3 separate regions of the Mus musculus genome follow, and regions 2 and 3 are each linked to region 1. A link is a contact called in public Hi-C and HiChIP or PLAC-seq data. All regions are on one chromosome and are shown on one strand. The core of a region is the stretch at or near the end of the contact, and the rest is flanking DNA. Distances in the headings are between cores, read along the strand shown.

Evidence for each region. Hi-C and Micro-C count contacts between places; a contact is called where the count stands out from the background. HiChIP or PLAC-seq counts read pairs in DNA pulled down with a chosen protein or histone mark.
Region 2: a contact with region 1 is called in a Hi-C map of B cells, with 6 read pairs. The contact joins the enhancer-like site here to the promoter of Nbas in region 1. A contact is called at or near these places in 3 of 39 promoter capture datasets (cranial neural crest, maxillary cranial neural crest and pre-B cells), 1 of 484 Hi-C or Micro-C datasets (B cells) and 3 of 115 datasets of contacts at active chromatin or transcription factors (astrocytes, embryonic stem cells and large pre-B cells).
Region 3: an H3K4me3 HiChIP or PLAC-seq map of craniofacial prominence shows a contact between it and region 1, with 6 times the contacts expected there. The contact joins the enhancer-like site here to the promoter of Nbas in region 1. A contact is called at or near these places in 4 of 39 promoter capture datasets (embryonic stem cells, liver and pre-B cells), 1 of 115 datasets of contacts at active chromatin or transcription factors (craniofacial prominence) and 2 of 9 other capture datasets (adipose tissue and macrophages).

Annotation. Positions count from the first base shown.
Region 1 is chr12:13,267,861-13,270,388 of GRCm38.p6, reverse strand. It overlaps Nbas (neuroblastoma amplified sequence), which reads right to left and starts at 1,262. Exons shown (of 52, transcript NM_027706.1): 1 at 1,125-1,262. The coding sequence starts at 1,238.
Region 2 is chr12:12,300,838-12,303,365 of GRCm38.p6, reverse strand. All of the region lies in intron 1 of Cyria (CYFIP related Rac1 interactor A), which reads right to left. Among named protein-coding and RNA genes, the nearest start is that of Gm34407, 13 kb to the right of the region's middle. Within about 2 kb of position 1,270, at least 114 of the 459 cell types and tissues checked have an H3K27ac peak or open chromatin away from gene starts, as enhancers often do. A contact at or near this core is called in B cells and pre-B cells, where this site is marked.
Region 3 is chr12:12,400,387-12,402,914 of GRCm38.p6, reverse strand. No RefSeq gene overlaps it. Among named protein-coding and RNA genes, the nearest start is that of 4921511I17Rik, 9.2 kb to the right of the region's middle. Within about 2 kb of position 1,269, at least 31 of the 459 cell types and tissues checked have an H3K27ac peak or open chromatin away from gene starts, as enhancers often do. A contact at or near this core is called in craniofacial prominence, where this site is marked.

The DNA.
Region 1 (2,528 bases), core at 13-2,512:
AACGAGATTTCAATATAAGTTGACTCCGTGTTGTTTTTTTAATCAACGTATAGTGCTAAGCATTGAGACAGTATTACAGACATTTCTGAAATGCTAGATATCTTTATCCAACTTAAAGGCGGCAGCAGCCTCTCAATTTCATCATCTACAAAATGTCCACGTCACTCACTAGAAACCGAAACGAATAACAATATATGCAGCTTTTTGCCATTACAAGACCTAATTGAAGACAAGCAGAATAAATACTCAGAAGACAAGGTAAAGGAGCTCACTGGGCCAGATTTAAGAGTCTTCCTAGCCATGCTGCTTCCCCAGGGCCTAACACACGGGCATGCCAGGCACTTGATACCATGTATGTCAAGTAAATGGGCCTTGGGCTCCTGCTTTCACCCTATGACCCGAAGGCTTTCCCTAGGAAACTAGTAACTCCAGGGTCCATAAGTTGGCAAACACCACAACTTTGTCTCCAGCAGAATTGGAGAACCGCTGCTTCTTTCTCTCCACTCCCTTGGCATTCTACTCAGCCAGCACTTCGGGCTTGGTAATGAGAAACGTTCACTGGATTGGCTATCTCTCCTCCACACTGCAAGTTCCATGAAAACACTGTCTCTGAATGCCCAGCAGCCTGCACCATATCTGGGGTCCGAGTGTGTGTGTGTGTGTGTGTGTGTGTGTGTGTGTGTATCACACACACACACTGAGAGAGACAGAGACAGAGAGAGACAGAGACAGAGAGAGACAGAGACAGACAGACACACACACACACTAGTAAATGCGTATTACTGAGACTTTTAAAGGACGATAGAGTCCTGCGAAATTCTCCCGCCACAGGTAACAAGATTACAAGGCAAGTCCGGATATGACAAGGACCTAGGGAAGAAGAGTGACACTGACCTGCCGAGAGGGTGACAGCCTGAGTGGGGATACACAGCCGAATTCGGAGCCAAGGCTGACTACAGACACCCTTCAGCGAGCCCTGGACCCGGCAGCCCCGCCGTTGCCAGGAGACAACACAGCTGCTATCCCCGCTCCACTTGCACTGCGTGGCACCGCGACGTGGCTTTACACGCCCCGCGCCCGCGCCCGCGCCATGCCTACAGCCTTAAAAAGAGAGCCCGGCTCACCTGCACTTCTGTCTCAGGTGGCCATTCGGTATTGACCAGCAAGTCATAGAGAATCGTCTCCTCCTCGTCCGCAGAGCCGGGACTCAAAGCCGGCGCTGACTCGGGGGCCGCCATGTTGGCCGGGAACAGAGTGGTGGAGGGAGGGGCACTACGGCGACTCGCGCGGGTCATACTTTCCTGGACGCGGCCGCTGGTGATTGGCAGAGTGAAATGAATTAAGTGCGGAAAGGGAATGCTAAAAATGACAGAAAGGGAATGCTAAACTTGACAGATCTGTGGGTCTAAGAATGGCCTTGTCTTGTATGAGATATGTCTTGGACCCTGGTCCACTTTTTGTTCATTTGTGCCTGAAATGAGTCAAGTCACTGAACTTTTCTTACCCAGTCAGCGTCTACGAAGCTGCAAGAACCTCCCAGAGTGCTGGTGTTCATGTACAGATTCTTCTGCAAACACAGAACGTGTTCGGAGAGTGGACTTTAAATGTACCAAGGGGTTATTCAGTTCACAGGAAGGGTGCTTTAGGCACCTAGAAAAAAACAGTGAGGCTGATGAAGACACCCTGTAACAAGGAGAGCTTGTCAGCTGTGTAAGAGAGGATGTCCTAAAAATCACCATACAACATGGACTAGCCTCAGACCCAGTCCTCCTGCCTCAGACCCAGTCCTCCTGCCTGAGCCTCCCCAGTGCTCAGAGTACAGAGATGTGCCATCAGGCCCAGCCCTGGGCCTTCAACTATAGGTAGAAATTGGGTTCACTGGAAGTCAGGAGAGAATATATCAGTTAGGAGGTGCACAAGACATAGGAAGATTACGTTGCTATAACAGACAGGGTGAATAGAGAGGCCAAGCTGAGAAAGGGTGTGGAGGACGATAAAGATAGGGCAGCTTGAGGATTCCCTAGAGGGGAAACTTACCTCATTTGCTTGCTCGTTTATTCATTCATTCATTCATTCATTCATTCATTCAGCATATGCCTGTCTTTGCAAGGCCCTTTAGTGTAAGCAGAGCCAATTACGACCAAGACGACCACATTGTTGTTGAGTTGAAAAGAAGTGAAAATTCACAAGATACCTTTCAGAAATTATCCTGTAGAATAACCAACTTAGTGCATTAGGCAATGGTATAATAAAATGCACAACTGGAGCGTGTCTAATTGTTCCCATGTCTCTCCAAGTTCATCTGCACCTTGTACTCTCACAGCTAAACTTTTGCCACACACACACACACACACACACCATTCAACTTTGCTGTTTCTAAGACAACAGACACACATAAACATCAGGAGATCTGACACGGATGTTCTTTGTACACAGAGGTTGTACCTGATGTGGCTCTGCTATTGCTCTCTCATCTCCTTCCGGTTGTAGTTTAAATGCCACCTTCCCTCCGAACTCTTGTTCCTGTC
Region 2 (2,528 bases), core at 21-2,520, 970 kb after region 1:
CTGAGACACGTTTCAGCTCCCCTTTAAAAGCAGAGTTCACACAGGGAGGTGATGCTTTCCACAGACTGCGGTTTTTGTAGCTTTTATGGTTTTACCATGAAGAGACTAAATTGGTAAAACAGTCCACTGCAGCTATGTGGCTGGGATGGTGCCCATGTTTCTTGTTATAAAAATATTGTTATGAAAGACTGTGAAACAGGGACACAGCAGTAGGTGGCCTCTGCTTTTTAGTGGCAACAATTCTCTCCCTCTCCCTCCCTCTCTCCCTCCCTATCTTGCAGAAGAATAGGGAAAGTTATGGACGTGTTCCTTGAGTACCAATTCTTAAAAAGATTTTCTGACCTGCCAGTGAATTTGACCAGACACCCTTCTACACAGAAAATGGGCGGAAAGAAGCCGTGCAAGTATCTAGCACCTAACATTTGCTAACCAAATCCTATCTGCCAGGCATACCATGTGAATTCTACACAGATGTTTCCCCAACTTGGCTTAAAACTGTCCTAACTAGGTACCATGAACTCCACTTGTCCAAGCAACCAAAACCATGAACTTTTTACAGCTACATCTGCTGAGGCATGAAGAAAGTGCACTGTAGAACAAAAGATGAGTCCAACCTGCACAGGGTTTCCTTGAACACACACACATGCAAACACACACACACACACACACACACACACACACACGCAAACACACATAAACACACACACACGTACACATACATTGCTATAAAATATTGTTATGAATGACTGTGAAACAGCGACACAGCAGTAAGTGGCCTCTGCTTTTTTACAGACACACATGCATACACACATATATATGCACATGCATACTCACACACAAGCAAGGAAAGAGGAGGAAGACTAACTGGGAAGAAGAGAAAAAGGAGTGTCACCAGTAGAGGGAGGGGTTAAGAGAAGGAAGCAAGTATGGTCAAAAGTTAAAATATGGAAAAGAAAGAGAAACAGGGCCGCACCTGACTCTCAGATCTTGGTGTCCATATCAACGGAATTACAGTTATTGGGGTGAAAAATCAAAAGTTGTCTATGTAGTCATTGTCTTCCTCAAATGTAGGACACAGTGCTTTGGAAGCTGCCTGTGTTCTAAAGACAGGGAGGAGTATTCTTACTAGGTTCTGTTTGGGACAGGGTGGAGGGGATTTTGAAAGCCAAGGGTGACTGCCCAGCTCCCTGCCTGCCTGCCTGCCTGCCCCAGGAGGCTGGACTCCTAGCCTCAGCTCTGAGCAGCTGCAGCCAGAGGGCACCACAGGAAATTATGATTATCAACGCTCTGGGCTCTGTTCCTGTTCTCAGACAGCGGGGGACATGCCAGGAGAGATGGGGTGGGGGCGGAGAAAGAGGAAGAAAAAAACAGGAAGTGAAGTGGGGGTAGGAAATGATAGAGAAAACAGCTACTTTGAAACGCCCTCTGTGAGAGAGTGTTTTCTGAGCAGACTTGTGGAGCTGGGACCTGTGTTTTTGGAAAATAGGGTGTGGTGTAAATGAGGAAGAGGGTCCTGTGGGTGGGTGCCCATAAATTTTATTTCCAGCACCACAGCCTGGCCTTTCCAACACAAAGCCGGGTGTAAATGCTAAAGAAAGTGAATTTCCAAAGGGTTGGAGGACAAGGCCATCTCCTCTTGGCAAAGCCTGAGAGATCAGGTGAGCCATGGAAGGTTCTAGAAACAAAAGAGAAGCTGTTGAGTCACCAGAGCTTTCCCATGTCACCACCATCTGTTTTCTCTCTCAGCCACTTTCAAATTACTAGTCGTTCAGAAGGCCTAAGTGAATCTCATTCACCCAACGTGGATGGGCTATCTTCATCCAGATAACCCAGAGGGTCTCCACGGCATGGCTAAGACCCTGCTAGGATGTCTCCTACCCATTTTGTTGACTTTGATACTCACAGAGGCCTCCAGAGCTTCCCCATGTCCAAATACACATCATTAAACATGACATCACCTGCTGATGGCTCAACCACCTCACAAAAATAGCTCTATTATATAGAGGAGGGTCAAGAGGCCCACTGCTCCCTGAGGGACTGTTGGTAGCTAATGGTTACTGCTGAACAACTGTCATCCAGTCACTACTGAGGTTGTTCATGATTCAATAAATGACACCCCCCTCGTGCTCTTTATAAAGAACCCTAATTCAAACCAGGTCTGTCTCTGAATCTCTCTGCCTGACTCTCTTTCTGTTCCTCTCTGTCTCTGTCTCTCTGTCTCTCTGCCTGTCTGTCTCTGTCTCTTTCTCACACACACACACACACACACACACACACACACACACACACACAGACTTAAGTTTTAGCATTTCTCTTTGTTCTCACACGGCACCATGACTGAGCAGAGAATGCAGAACCCTTAACAAACAAGGCGACATGTTCTACCACTCCTTGGTTTCTCCTAATTGGCTGTGCATCAGCAAAGCTAATAAAAAGTACAGTCCAGACTTAGAGAAGGCACTTCACTGGGAAGCTTGTGTCTCTGTGGCTTTTGTTGCCATCAACCTGGCTTGGATCCATTGGCTAGC
Region 3 (2,528 bases), core at 20-2,519, 870 kb after region 1:
TTGCTCATGTTGCCCACAAACACGCTTTGGGAAGACGATGCCATGCCAACCCCGTCACTCCTTTCCAGAGACCTGGATCCATGCTAGATTCTCTTTCCCACTCCCCAGCCCCTTGCCAGCTAGTCAGTCACCACATACTCTGCATTACATTTTTGCCTATCATGTGAGCTCTCCCTGTAACTAGCTCCCTCTCTTAACCTCCTTCCCGGTCTTCTCATGCCTTCCCAGCCTTCCTGTCTCCACTCCAGTTGCCTCATTGTGGTCATGTTAGCCCTTCCTTTTCCAAACCTGTCAATCACACTAGATGCCCCTTCAGGTCAAGCCTGTTCAAGGCATTTGGAAGTCAGGTGTGCTCTGTGGCATAAGCCCATGAGAATTGCCCATACTCCCTCTTGGAGATCAAACCTGGCAGCATCCAGATGCAACAGTTTTCCTGACAATCTGTCTCTGTAACGTATCTCCTTTTGTACAAATATCATCCGTCCTTTATATACACCCAAATGATGCCTCTTTCAGGAAACTTTCCTGATCCAATAGTCTGGATCCTTTTCTCTATGTTACATATGACTTTTGTTGTGGAAATCTAGACAGAGCAGAAGTCATACATAAATCAGGCTTAGGTTTGAAACTTGATTAAGCTACAAAATGATCATGTGCTACTACAAAGTTCATACCTCTAACCCCAACATCTTCATATATGAAATGAAGGGTGACATATCTCCTCCGTTTGCTGTGAGGATCAGAGATAGTATGTGGAAAGCTATTACACAGTACATACAATACACACAGTAGGTCATTTATAAAGTACAGGATGGATGCAATTAACCATATCTATTATTATGACTATCTTCAAGTTGGTTGGATATTAGCCAATGTTCCTGTCTTCTGAGGCACAGAGCCGTAGCAGGGTCATGATCTCTGGAGGGTCATGAGTTGGACTGAATGTCCTGGTTATTTAGGGGAAACCTGTTCTGGGGAAGCTAAAGAGGTGCAGACTGGTCACAAAGAACAGAGGCTCTCATCAAAGAGCCAAAGCCCCTTCGAGGACAAGTCTGATCGGTTAAAACAAAAGGAAGGGCTTCCTTGACAACCCCGCTCTTCCCCTCCCCCACTCCTCTGTTCCTCTGGGCTGCTTTTGTGGCCACACATGTTTCCGATGAATCTACGTTCAAATGAATTTCAGCCGACAAATACTCGATACAGCTCTTTGGTGGGAGAGAATTCCATCAGAATGAGGTCATGGTTTGGCTACAGTAAAATTAAAAATAACCCAGAGCGTCCCCCCACCCCCACCCGGCTGCCCAACCTGGCATCAACCCAGGGCGGTGCATTTGGGAACCATTATCGGGTTTATCGGGGTAACGTATCGCAGAAAACCTGCTTCTGTTTATAGACCATTTTATTATTCCGTTTTGACATTTCCCTTTTTTCTTCAACCCCTTTCCCCCCTAAGCAAATATCTATTAGACTGAGTTGAAATACGATCCAAGCAAATGTACTCTTTTTCAACTTCGGGCTAAAGCAGGTCTGACTAGAAGCAGAAATGCTTAAGTGAAAAGTTATGATTTACTTGCTTTCTAAAAGGAAACAGTGTCAGAAGGAGAATTTTATGTGACAAGGGAACTTGTGCACGGGCTGGCAGCTGACTGAATTGTCCTGGGAAAAATATTACTGCCTAGGAGGCTGGTCTTGGCCTCGAGCGCCCCCTATGGTAAGTAGAAACACTGCACCGGAAAAACCGGATGGCGCAGAAGGTAAGATTGGGTAGAGTGTAGAGATTGTGTCTACTCTCACCCCTTATACTATGCTGTTAGGTAAACCGAGGGCCAGTGGTTTGTCTCTCAAGGCAACTTGTACAATAGCATAGAGTAAACTAGGGTGCACAGTGGCGCGTGGAAGACGGAGGCGTGGGGAACAACCTGACCACGTGATTCTAAGAGATTTTTATCTTATGCTGCTTTGAGCATAGACTCTAAAAATGGTGGCTCACGCCTTTAATCCCAGAATTTGGGAGGCAGAGACAGGCGGATTTCTGAGTTCGAGGCCAGCCTGGTCTACAGAGTGAGTTCCAGGACAGCCAGGGCTACACAGAGAAACCCTGTTTCAAAAAACCAAAACCCAAAAAAAAAAAAAAAAAAAAAAAAAAAAAAGATTATACTCACATAATTTCAGAAAGATTCAATGGAGAAACAGATGGCAGGGTAAACACTTGTCCCCCACTCCCTACGTGCGACCTACTGTTATAAGCATCACCTACCTTTAACTTAGCTGGTATTTAGAGTAATCCAGCTGGTGAACTAAGGGCAAGTTGATCTAAACTTTGAGCTTGTGTGTTATTTATGTTCTGTCACCAATACAAACAGCACCCAGTTGTGCAGTGAAAGGTGAGATCTAGGACCAGACCGATCTAGATAGAAACCCACCTTTCCATTGCTGCTTCCTTGTCTTTTTCTACAGTCCTCGCTTCTGCTGGAGTTGGGATATAGTGGGAGACTGAGGACTTTCAGGCGGCTTTCCTGGTCTTTCTG